2 separate regions of the Mus musculus genome follow, and region 2 is linked to region 1. The links are chromatin contacts, called in public Hi-C maps. All regions are on one chromosome and are shown on one strand. Each heading gives the region's core, a stretch centred on a gene start, on an enhancer-like site or on the middle of the called end of the contact. The rest is flanking DNA. Distances are from core to core; before and after follow the strand shown.

Evidence for each region. Hi-C and Micro-C count contacts between places; a contact is called where the count stands out from the background.
Region 2: a contact with region 1 is called in a Hi-C map of the N1E-115 cell line, with 4 times the contacts expected there. The contact joins two enhancer-like sites. A contact is called at or near these places in 9 of 484 Hi-C or Micro-C datasets (the N1E-115 cell line, adipose-derived mesenchymal stem cells, cortical neurons and 6 more) and 1 of 9 other capture datasets (embryonic trunk).

Annotation. Positions count from the first base shown.
Region 1 is chr13:115,224,436-115,230,390 of GRCm38.p6, forward strand. No RefSeq gene overlaps it. Among named protein-coding and RNA genes, the nearest start is that of Gm25985, 110 kb to the left of the region's middle. Within about 2 kb of position 2,631, at least 10 of the 459 cell types and tissues checked have an H3K27ac peak or open chromatin away from gene starts, as enhancers often do. A contact at or near this core is called in the N1E-115 cell line, where this site is marked.
Region 2 is chr13:115,671,005-115,676,959 of GRCm38.p6, forward strand. No RefSeq gene overlaps it. Among named protein-coding and RNA genes, the nearest start is that of Gm25985, 560 kb to the left of the region's middle. Within about 2 kb of position 3,062, at least 10 of the 459 cell types and tissues checked have an H3K27ac peak or open chromatin away from gene starts, as enhancers often do. A contact at or near this core is called in the N1E-115 cell line, where this site is marked.

The sequences.
Region 1 (5,955 bases), core at 1,381-3,880:
TCCTTTTCCAAGCATCTTTCTAACAGACATGGCTTCCACCACTTCCAGCGGTTCCTTCTCAAGCTTGTAGGAGACCAACAGCCTCCCCAGAGGGTAGCCAAATGGTCCATGCTGCCCTTGAGAATGGATATGCAGTGAATGAAAATATGAACGCTTAAGAAACATGGTAGGTGGGCCGGGCGGTAGCGGCGCACGCCTTTAATCCCAGAACTTGGGAGGCAGAGGCAGGCAGATTTCTGAGTTCGAGGCCAGCCTGGTCTACAAAGTGAGTTCCAGGACAGCCAGGGCTGTTCAGAGAAACCCTGTTTCCGGAAAAAGAAAGAAAGAAAGAAAGAAAGAAAGAAAGAAAGAAAGAAAGAAAGAAAGAAAGAAAGAAAGAAAGAAAAGAAAAAAGAAAGAAAGATGGGAGGCAGAGGGAGGGAGGAACCTGGGAGGGAGAGGGGAAAGGGGAACATGATCAGGTATGGAGGAGGGGGGGAGAGGGGGGAGGGCGGAAGGGGGAAGGGGGGAGGAGGAGGGGAGAGGGGAGGGGGAGGGGGAGGGGGAGGGGGGGAGGGGGAGACAGGAGGGAAGCCCTGAGGGCCAACAGAAGGAATGGAAATGTGACCTTGGGGAATGGGAGGTGTGTGTGTGTGAGTATCCTCTCAAAAGTACCTCAAAGGAAACCTGGGAGGTGAGAGAGTCTCAGGACTCAAAGAGAGGGACCTTGTGTGAAATGCCCAACAGTGGGGAGCAGAAACTCATAGAATCCACCATCAGTAGAAAAAGGGCATCAAGTGGAGGGATGGGGGAAAAAGAGAAACATTTCTCTTTTTTAAAATTAGATATTTTCTTTATTATTTACATTTCAAGTGTTATTCAATTTCCTGGTTTCCCCTCCAAACCCCATGTCTTCTCCCCCCTCCCCGCTTCTGCAACCCACTGACTCCCACTTCTTGGCCCTGGCATTCCCCTACACTAAGGCATCGAGCCTTCACAGGACCAATGTCCTCTCCTTCCATTGATGACCAACTAGTCCCTCCTCTGCTACATACGTGGCAGGAGTCATGGGTCCCTCCATGTGTACTCTTTGGTTGGTGGTTTAGTCCCTGGGAGCTCTGTGGGGTACCTGTTAGTTCATATTGTAGTTCCTCATATGGGGCTGCCAACCCCTTCAGCCCCTTGGGTACTTTCTTAGGCAAATAGATGTATCTGGAGGGTATCATCCTGAATGAGGTAACCCAATCATAAAAGAATACACATAATATGCACTCACTGATAAATGGATATTAGCCCCAAAACTTAGAATACACAAGACACAATTCACAAACCACATGAAACTCAGGAAGAAGGAAGACAAAGTGTGGATACTTTGGTCTTTTTTAGAATGGAAACAAAATACCCATGGAAGGAGTTACATAGACAAAGTATGGAGCAGAGACTGAAGGAATGACCATCCAGAGACTGCCCCACTTGGGGTTCCATTCCATAAGCAACCACCAAACCCAGACACTATGGCAGATGCCAAGAAGTGCTTGCTGATGTGAGCTTGATATAGCTGTCTCGTGAGAGGCTCTGCCAGTCCCTGACAAAATACAGAAGTGGATGCTCACAGCCATCCACTGGACTGAACACAGGGTCCCCAATGAAGGAGCTAGAGAACTATTTCTTAAGGTAAGAGCAAAACATTTATAAAAGGAATCAAGAAACAAAGGTCCCTCACCAACTTCTTGGATGTTTGGGATGTATTTGCTTTTTAATATAAAATACAAAAATGTTATGATGCTCTCGATAATTAGATTAGTACACATCACAGTGGCAGAGATCACAATGATAGTTACCCAAATGCCAGACTCATCATATAGCTGCCAGTTAGGAAGAATGTGAACCAGTATTCGAAGCCTTGACATTCACACTGTCCTGCCTCTTCCTCCAGTTATCTAAAAACCATCTTATTCAACATCCTTTTAGTAAATTTACAGAGCCTTAAGTTTGATGCTAAGTGTATTGGAATGTTGTCATATACACTGGTAATGGGCTTTTATAAAGTTTTTGATAAGGAAGTAAAAATATTAATGAGTCTAGATCTCTGTCAAGTCAGTGACTCCCAAGAGAAAGTAATACTTCTGAAGGACCATGGAATTATTCCTACGAGGTCCAGTGGCTGACCATATTTTATCTAGGCCATTCTCGTGTGTACTGCATTGTCACCTTTCTATTTGTGTGTGTTCTGTCCACTGTCTCAAGACAGGTATTATTTGTTTTCTATCTCTCCCTAGTGCAGAGTGAATTGGGAATGAGCAGACATTCTAACAGTCCCCGTGGGTAATCAGATCATACAAGTTTTACTAATAGATTATTTTTTTTCATAAATTTAACCCTGTTGGTTGTCAACATGTTACTGTCTCCAAACCATTCTGTAGGCATTCTTCTGTTTCTGAGAGCTTGAATGTAGATAGGGACATTTAGAGTTGACTGCACTACATGCTTATGTATCTGTGTTATTCCGGTGCTATTCTTAGCCGAAGGAGTTAATGACATAATTCACGAAGAGAGCCTCGTGGGATTTGACAGCAGCAAGAAGCAGTGGTGTGCTAATTTGGTCATTGTACATATCGCAGCTTGGCATCTCAGTTTCAGCCATAGCCAAAGTGTTAAGTCATGCATGCAGATGTCAAAGACATAACCTCAGGGGCTCTTTCAGGCTGTGAAGACTATTATACCAAGTGCATTTTGATGCCGAGAGGTTCACTCCTCAGTCAGCAGCTAATTTGTACAGCTTGTGGCCAAGGGTGTCTGTAGGAACAGACACAGTTTCTACAGTTAGGCTTTCAAATTGGGGTGTTGGTTTCTAGTCACAACTTACGATATTTTAGAGTCTAAAATGACACTTTGCTTGTATCATATACACACGTGTGCATATAGTGTGTCTGGAGACATACTTTTCGTAGATGTAGACTTATATTTATTGAGATATGATCATACATCTAAAACATACATGAATGAAAGTCTACATTTTAAAAATCAGCTTTCAGGTTGAGTAGATAGGTCCATAGGTTAAACAATTGCCATGCAATTCTGAAGACCTGAGTTTGGATCCCCAGAAACCACAGGAAGCCCCACTTCTGCAGCAGTGTACGTCTGCACCTCAGCACTGGTAAGGTGAAGTGTCAGGCAGAGACAGGAGATGCCACAGCAGCTTGTGGGCTAGCCCGTGTGATACGCACAGTGATGAGTGAGAGTTCGTGTCTCAGACCACGTGGAAAGCGCCAAGACCTTAGATTATCCTCTGACTTCAGCACTGAGAAGACGTGGGACACACAGACCCGTAAGCAAGACACTCTTTGTGAATGATTCCTTGAGTGCAGTGTCACTTGATATATCAGTCACACTCCAGCCTTATGTCCAGGATTAATTGGACAATACAAAATGGACTCCAATTATGGGAGGGCTGTTCTATATCATCTTATTAGTGTTGGTACTTTGTCTTACTGCCTTCATGTGTTTGTTTTGATTTTCATTTTGTATTCAGACAGATTTGAAGAAGCAGGTGAGGACACCTTCGTGAGGTGGGGAAGAGCTGGGAGAATTGGGGAAGGAGAAAGAATGGGATCGAAGTATGTGGTATGAAAAGATTATGAGCAAGAAGGTTGTCCTACAACTTTCGCATGTGCATGGACACACACTCAAAGAGAAAAATGAGCTTATTTTAAATTATGAAGATGGATTAAATTTATGTTTGCTATAATACAGAGTGCTGCTTTCATTTAAAAATGAAATCATATTTTGCCTAATCAGGAAGCTTTGCCATGATGGTCAAAGTGTTTTATTTTATTTTACCATTCAAAGTAGCAAGTCCACTTACGGCATTTTCAAACATATTTGGTTTTGGTTGGTCCCTTTACTTCCCACAAAGTGCTTTTAATGTTAAAATATTAAGAAGAGCTCAGGGTTTAAAAAACATAATTTTAAAAGTTTTTTTTATAAACAATGTATATTTCTAACATGAATTACTTAAAATTCAAATCTTTTTTTTCCATTTTTATTAGGTATTTAGCTCATGTACATTTCCAATGCTATACCAAAAGTCCCCCATACCCACCCATCCCCGCTCCCCTACCCACCCACTCCCCCTTTTTGGCCCTGGCGTTCCCCTGTACTGGGGCATATAAAGTTTGCGTGTCCAATGGGACTCTCTTTCCAGTGATGGCCGACTAGGCCATCTTTTGATACATACGCAGCTAGAGACAAGAGCTCCGGGGTACTGGTTAGTTCATAATGTTGTTCCACCTATAGGGTTGCAGATCCCTTTAGCTCCTTGGGTTCTTTCTCTAGCTCCTCCATTGGGAGCCCTGTGATCCATCCATTAGCTGACTGTGAGCATCCACTTCTGTGTTTGCTAGGCCCCGGCATAGTCTCACAAGAGACAGCTACATCTGGGTCCTTTCGATAAAATCTTGCTAGTGTATTAAAATTCAAATCTTATTATATTGTTCTAAGTAAAATTCTGTTTTTAACTTTCCTTTTATTAGGGACACAGGAGGGCTTTGTTTTCTTAATTTATAAAGATATCTCATTCAAATCAATTGTGATAGAAAAGAAAAGCATTCCTACCCAATAAGGCTAGAAAACTGGATTGTCAAACTCCACCCTTCCCTCTCTGACAGAGTGTGAAGCTAACTCTGGTTGCTCTAGAGTTGGGGGTGGGACAGACCGGTGCGAGCACCGAGGCGGCCATTGTTTCTCATTTCCAGGTGTGTAACATCTGGGGAATGTGAATGGACTGGAAGCACCCAAACAAGGAATTGTGACTCTTCCCTTTACAGCCATCTTTAAAAACGAGCATCCATATTCAGGGGCTCTTCATTCTCTAAGGAGGAGGCCTCTAAGCCAGTATCTCATCAACGGAGTTTCTGCCGTGGAGAAACACTCCCACAGTCTTCTGCTGCCTCCCGCATTTGAGCAACAAGAACAAGTATGTTCCAAGGAAAAGTTTCCCCGAGTGCAACTTTATTAGTAGTGGTTGAATGTAGTGGGCGAAAAAGGAAAGGGGGGGGGGTGGAGAAAAACATTCATTGGGAAGGACTGTGATGGGATGGGGAGTTGGGGGCGGGGTGCAGAGCAGGAATGGGGAGATGGAATGTGGGTATGACCTGAATGTATCGTATACACGTATAGAATTCTCAAAGAATACATAGAGGTAACCGGATGCATAGGTAAAAGAAGATGGCCTTATCTGACATCAATGGGAGGAGAGGCCATTGGTCCTATGGCGGCTCCATGTCCCAATGTAGGGGAATGCTAGAGCAGTGAGGCAGGAGTGGGTGACTGTGTGGACGAGCACCCTCATAGAGTCAAAGGGGGAGGGAGAGCGGGAGCGGTGGGATGGGGGCTTGTGGAGGGGAAACCTGGAAGACGGAGATCATTTGAAATGTAAACAAATAAAATGATTAAAAAATAAAAAGAAAGGTGAACATTTATTTGTCTCCTGTTGTTCTAGAATTAGATGGTACAGTGAGCTGTGCTCTGTAGCGCAGATATTGATTCATTTTTTCATGAAAGTTGTTAATAACATATTTTTTCCTAGCCATGGAATTTTATGCAATGCTCTCTTTGAGCTTGGATCATTTGACCCAAGACCTGCTTACCACACTTGTTTTGTATTCTGTGAAGGTTTTTTTTTTTCTTTTTAAATTGGCCTTTGACTGATCCCTGCTAGCATTGTCACCTACTATGTTACAACATTCACACAGGAGCCAACCTCCTCAGAGGTGAACAGTAATTCGGACTCAGTTATGAATAGAGATAAATCAAATTATATCACTTATTTTGAAAGAAACAACAGAAAGAACATGCAGGACTCCGGTTTGAGACTACAGGTTTGACATCCCCCACTTAAACAAGAGTAAATATAGTGTGATACAAGAGATGGGGTGAACTTCTGAGAGCAGAAAATGAAGCTTTGACACCACTGGG
Region 2 (5,955 bases), core at 1,812-4,311, 450 kb after region 1:
TACTCAAAAGGCTAATGCACACTGTGCATGCTGTTGTTTTGTCATTTCTTGGTTAATTTTGCTCTATGCACTTGCTCGTTTTGGTAGATGCAACGCTGCCTTCATTATAGTAGCACTGTGGTATGTATACTTCAAGACACTTGCCATTTATATAAATTATTGATAGTCGTAAAAACCTCAGAAGAGTTTACTATTCTGAGATGCCACGGTGAGTAGAGCGCTGCTGTGTCAGGATAATATTCTGATCACCAAATGTAAGCAAGGGATTTGTGTGTATAACAAAGGGATGATAGTTTATAAGTAGCGATCTGCATTTTGGAAAAAGAATCAGGCTCTGGGTATCAAAATGGGCAAATTCAATTCAATTTTTATCAATTGAAAAGAAAGGGGCAATGAGGTAATTATTACATACTTCCAAAAATTAAAAATTGTATAGGCAGATGATTTTGCTATATATGCAGAGACATAGTTTTAAACAAGCTCCCATTGTTTTTATCCACTTATTTGAAGATAATGACATCACAGCTTTGGAGTAAAAATTGGGAGAAACCACAGGAGTGAAAATGCTGAGTTGAATTCCTTCTGATTCCGTCCTGGCACAGGCCAGGACTGGTAGGAGATCTAAAGTTCATGAGAGGCTTTGTGTCTTAGTATATTAGAAGCTTTCTGGAGCTGAGTGAGAACGTGCTTCACAGAAGGTAGAAATATCCTTTCCCTTGGCTTCGTGGCTGTAGAGAATGAAGACAAAAACAAGAATCTTACAACCTCGAATGACAGGCCCTTGTAGTGATATGTCGATAACAGGTCTGGCCGCAGAGCCTTTGCACATGGCTTATCTGACACACCATATAAAACAAAGTCAACCAAAGCAGGAAGAAAAACATGTGGATTGAGTCATTGGGTGATTGTTTTGGTCACACTGGTGTCTAATTGCCCTGTTAGTGGGTGCAAATGTATATTTCAAAGTCCATCAGGGCACCGAGTGGAAGGTTACTACAAGTAATATTAGTTTCGCAAGTGAGTCACATCTCAACTAGAAATGGTCTCACAAGTAATAAGGAAACAAAACATACACACACACACACACACACACACACACACACACACACACACACTAAATAAAACAAAAACAACAACAACAAAAACCAACCAAAAACAACAACAACAACAACAAAACAACCCCACACAGGTATAGTATGTATCAGGTCTTCTTATATGATTTTTTTATATGACTTTAGTATTCACATGAATCTACAAAGCTTAAATTTGACCGTGGTTATTCTGACAGAAAAGTGGGATTACGGTAAGATCCACTGGCACCAATCCTGGAAATACACCCCAGGAGGTGTAAGTCAGATGAGAGTCGAACAACCATGTTTACTGTGGCACCGTTCACGATGGCTGAACTGTGGACTCACACGAAGGATTCGTCAACGGACTCGGAGTTTCATTCACCTATAAAGTATAAAACATGTTATTTTCAAGAAAGTGGATAGAACCAGAGATAATAAGAATGCTAAATTAAATAACCCAGAGTGAGAAAGACCAACACCGCATCACAACTTTTATTCATGGTGTTTATGAAATATATAAATATTTATGAATATATAGAGTATATATGTGCGGGTATGGAAGCAAAAAAAAAAAAAAAGAAATTGGAAGGATGGAATGGGAAAGGAGGCAGCAGAGGGCAACAGGAGGTCAAAATAGAGAAGAGTCCAATCCACTTGAATGGGAACGTCATGAAACCCATCGTTGCATACTATGAACACACACTAATACTGTTCAGAACAACAGTCTAGGTGTTCCTAACCTTGTCCTTCGCCTTTTACGAATGTGAGCAGTGTCTCAGGTAAGCAGACGTTCAAACCGTGGTCGCTTTGACACGCAGCTTGTGGCTCTGGGCATGCGCATGGCGAATATGCTCAAGCCTGTACTGATTTAGCCCACCCTGTGGTTTTTCTTGTCGTAGCTAAAAAGTTGCATCTAAGCAAATAATGACTTGCGTGTTGGTGAACAAGCAAGTGACATAGTGGACCTCATGCTCAGAGCAGATGTGCACTGTGTCTGTGAGAAACGTGATATTAATTTTAATTTTATTTTGTGTGGAAATATAATCATGAGGGGAAATCTACGTAAGACTACATAGCTGCAAAGGAAAAACATGTATCTATATGATAAAGTCATTAAATCTATATCACCTCTCTAAGACTTTAAAATCCATCCAATCAAACATCTCACATACAAGTGAACATACAGCCTTAGTGTACAATCTTCTTCGAACTTAAATGTTCTGTGTTCGCCATCCCTCTGAGTTTATCTATGTCGATTATCAGGCATAGTAGATAAAGGGTAGGAATGAAAACAAAGCAATGTAATAAATACATTAATATATGCATTAAATACACATTGTGCATAACATATGCATGTGTATTTATACACAAACATACAGTTATTACAGCCTTTCTTTTTTGCTTTTTTATTAGTGTCTCACAAAAGCAGTTGACAATTCTGTTCAATGTAGTCGATTCGTTTAATTCATAATTATTTATTAAAGGATTTCTAAACTTCAATGGGCCTCACTCCTTTCACCTGCTTTTATATACTGTGCCCTTTGGCTTCAAAAATAATGAATTTCTCTTTGAGATTATGTCTTTTTTGTCCCGCGTGATGCTTAGCAGATGCCACCTGTTTCAGTGGACAGGTTGTTTGTTGTCATTAAAGCGCGAGACAAGGGACAGAGCTTACAAACACAGTTGTTGGAGTGTAATTACTTAAGCTCTTTACGGAGGTGGATCATCTCAGCACAATGCTCCCAGGGACAAAGTCAGACCAACCGTCTTTTACAGCATCAGCTGCTGCACCAAGTTTGGTGCATTGCCACAGACACCAAGTCTCTTTTGTTTACCAGGTAATTAACAGTAATGATGTCTTGCTGTTTGGCTTTGTTTCAGAAACAAGCCTCCTTCTTGGCAGATTTGGGTGGACCCAGAAGCTCCTGCCCATGGCCTGACTGTCATTAAGTACCAGCAGGCAATTCTAGGCTTAATTACCTCTCTGTTTTGTTCTTTACATCGGGCAATAAACATCCAGTCTAAAGGCAATTTGTAGGCAAGAGGGGAGAAGGAAAAGGAGGGGGTAACTCCTTTCCCAGCAATACATTCATCAAATAAACTAACTTAAAAAATGTTTTGACCTTGAGTTCTTAAACATTATTGCAATTCCAACATCTTATAGGGAAAAATCATTTTAAAGAAAGTTATTCGAATAAAGCACAACCCTACAGATAGGCAGTCTGTTTATGAAATATGAGGGAATTCAATTACCCATGAATGGATGAATGGCTTTTCCCCTCTCTTTGTCTGCTCATCATTGTTACTGTGCATTTCTTCGACAAAAGATATCAAAATAAACAGAAATATCTTCAATGAACTGTGAGCCTGCAGGTAAGTGGCACATGCAAGGGAGTGTGTTTTTCTGAGATGCATTTAGCATAGGTATGATTTATTTAATAACACACTATTGAATTTTTAGCAAAAATCACACCATAAAAGAATAAATTACTGCATAATAATGAGCCAACCTCTAAATAAAGCCTCACGCAGCTTTTGACTTTTTTTCTTACAAAAATAAGACTTCATTATGAGTCTTAAATGAAATTCAAAATAATTTTAGTTAAATTGAATTGACTATATGGGAACTATGTGCCATTGATTTAGTAATTATAATTCTTGAGCCCCACTGAAGGCATCGCAAGTTCATAATATTTTGTAAGTAATTTATTTTTCAAAGTAAACATTAGCGTGCAATATTTTCTAATGTCCAACATGTACTAGAGATCTATAAACACATATTAAATGTCAAAATCCTGAAAAGATAAAGGTGATTCTATTAGTTATAATTTTGATGTTATTGCATTTTTCACTGGACAGCAGCTTCTAAACACAAATAACCCATCATTTAAACACAAGTTTGCTTTTTCATGCCTATAAATACTTAACTATGCTACCAGATAGTATACAGTTTCCTTTTCCAGTTTCTAACATATCTGAATTAAATTATAGTCCCTTATATACCTGTCGAAGAGTTTCACTACAGAGATCATAAAATGAAACAATTTTATACAATCTACAACGAACTGGAAATTAAACCTTCTATGTAAGGTTTTATATAGAAAGGTAGGGACATTAGAAAAAAATGTAATTTTTGAAATCTTTAAGCACATTTATAACACATGCATTATTATTTGTTATCGTTCTTAACTTCCTACAACATAGTAAATTGATAATGTTTACATGTTTTGTTGATGCCTTTCAGATTTCATCAGATGAATATATTGCATGAAGGATGTGTGTGGCCTTTTGTACTACTCAAGAGCAAGAAGGGTGATGGTCTGTTGGCATTTAAACATACTTTCTCATTTTGAACTATCGTTTGAAAAATAAGTTTGCACACTCTAGTTATTTACCATCTTTGTTGTGGGCGGATTGGAGCAAACTCTCCAGGCGTTTAACAGTCCTCACCATACTAAACGGTATCAGATTTACTGTTTTCGTTACTATACTACTCCAGTCATAGTGAAGCCAGTAGACACATCCATGTTCAGAAGTGTCTATTTTTCATTCATCTCCTGCAGTTTTGACTTAGCACGCCTGCATTCATTCATTCCGCTGAAAGAAGAACCATGTGAACTATACAAGAGAAAAGTGAACGGGAATGTGCAGTTCATAATAATAACTAATATGACAAATGTTCATGTGTGATAAGATATTGCCAGTCTACCAGGATTTATCTGCAGGACTCAAAACACAAGGATGCTGATTCTCATCTTCCCGAGGTTATCACTGAGGCCACGAAGACCTTTCTCATACATGAAATAAATGCAACAGTCTTAAATTGAAACTCGATGAGCATGATACCTTTCTTTGGTTCATATCAGAACTCATTATTAATCCTAATTTTATTTGTGTAAGGGAAACATTGCAATCATCATTATCAAATTGTATTCTCAGCCAGCAGAAAATCACAGATTTTAGATCTAAGACTAGAACGTTTCTGACATGAGCCATGCCATGGGCCTGGTGTAGACTGGAAATGTGTTTGAGACCTGCATCCCTTCTCACACCCCCCCTTCATTCATTTGTTATGCCTTTAACAAAGAGTGTTTTCTGTGCTTACAACCATAGCCTTTGTAAAGCAGTAAAGGATACCATTTGCAAAGTGTGACTCTCCAGTTTAGTATGCACTCATGGCAAGGAAGTTTCTAAAATCACTTCCACTGCCAGCCATCTTTTCTCGACAACAAAAGATCTCGATCTTGTGATGTTTAGTGAGTAATAACAGTGATGTTTGCTTGTTTAATTCATGCCTGTGGGAATGAGCTCTTTAGACAAAAACTTGGACATTTTGAAACTTTAGAGATACAAGGTGCTGTTAATTTGGTCAGAGAAAGCCTGTACACACCAACAGCCTTAGTCACGGAACTTTTAGTAATTTCACCTGGATTGAACATGTAAAATCGAGGGTGACTCAGAGGGCCTTTACCTCTGGTCAAGCTCTTAGGTCAGGATAAAATTATGTAACGTCATAAGGACACTGCAAAACTTTTGTTAGCAGGAAATATTGGATGACATATGAGTTTTATTTGCAGGAACGTTGTCTCTCCTTTGTGTTATGAAGGTTTCTCATTTTTTTGTTCTTCTCTCTTTTTCATGGCCAAATTCTGTTTGAATTTTCCTTACACATCACAGAAAAGAAAGGAAGTGTTAATGACAGATATGATGCGAATCGGTGTTTCCTATCTTATTTTCTCCTTATTTCTCTGGGAGCTCCGGTTCAGTCTAAACCATCCTGTAAACCCTTATTTAGCAAAAGGAGACAGGATGGGGTTTCCTCCAGGCTTTCCACACTGGAATATTGAAATAGCAGGGAAGGGCAGAAAAGCCCATAATGCTT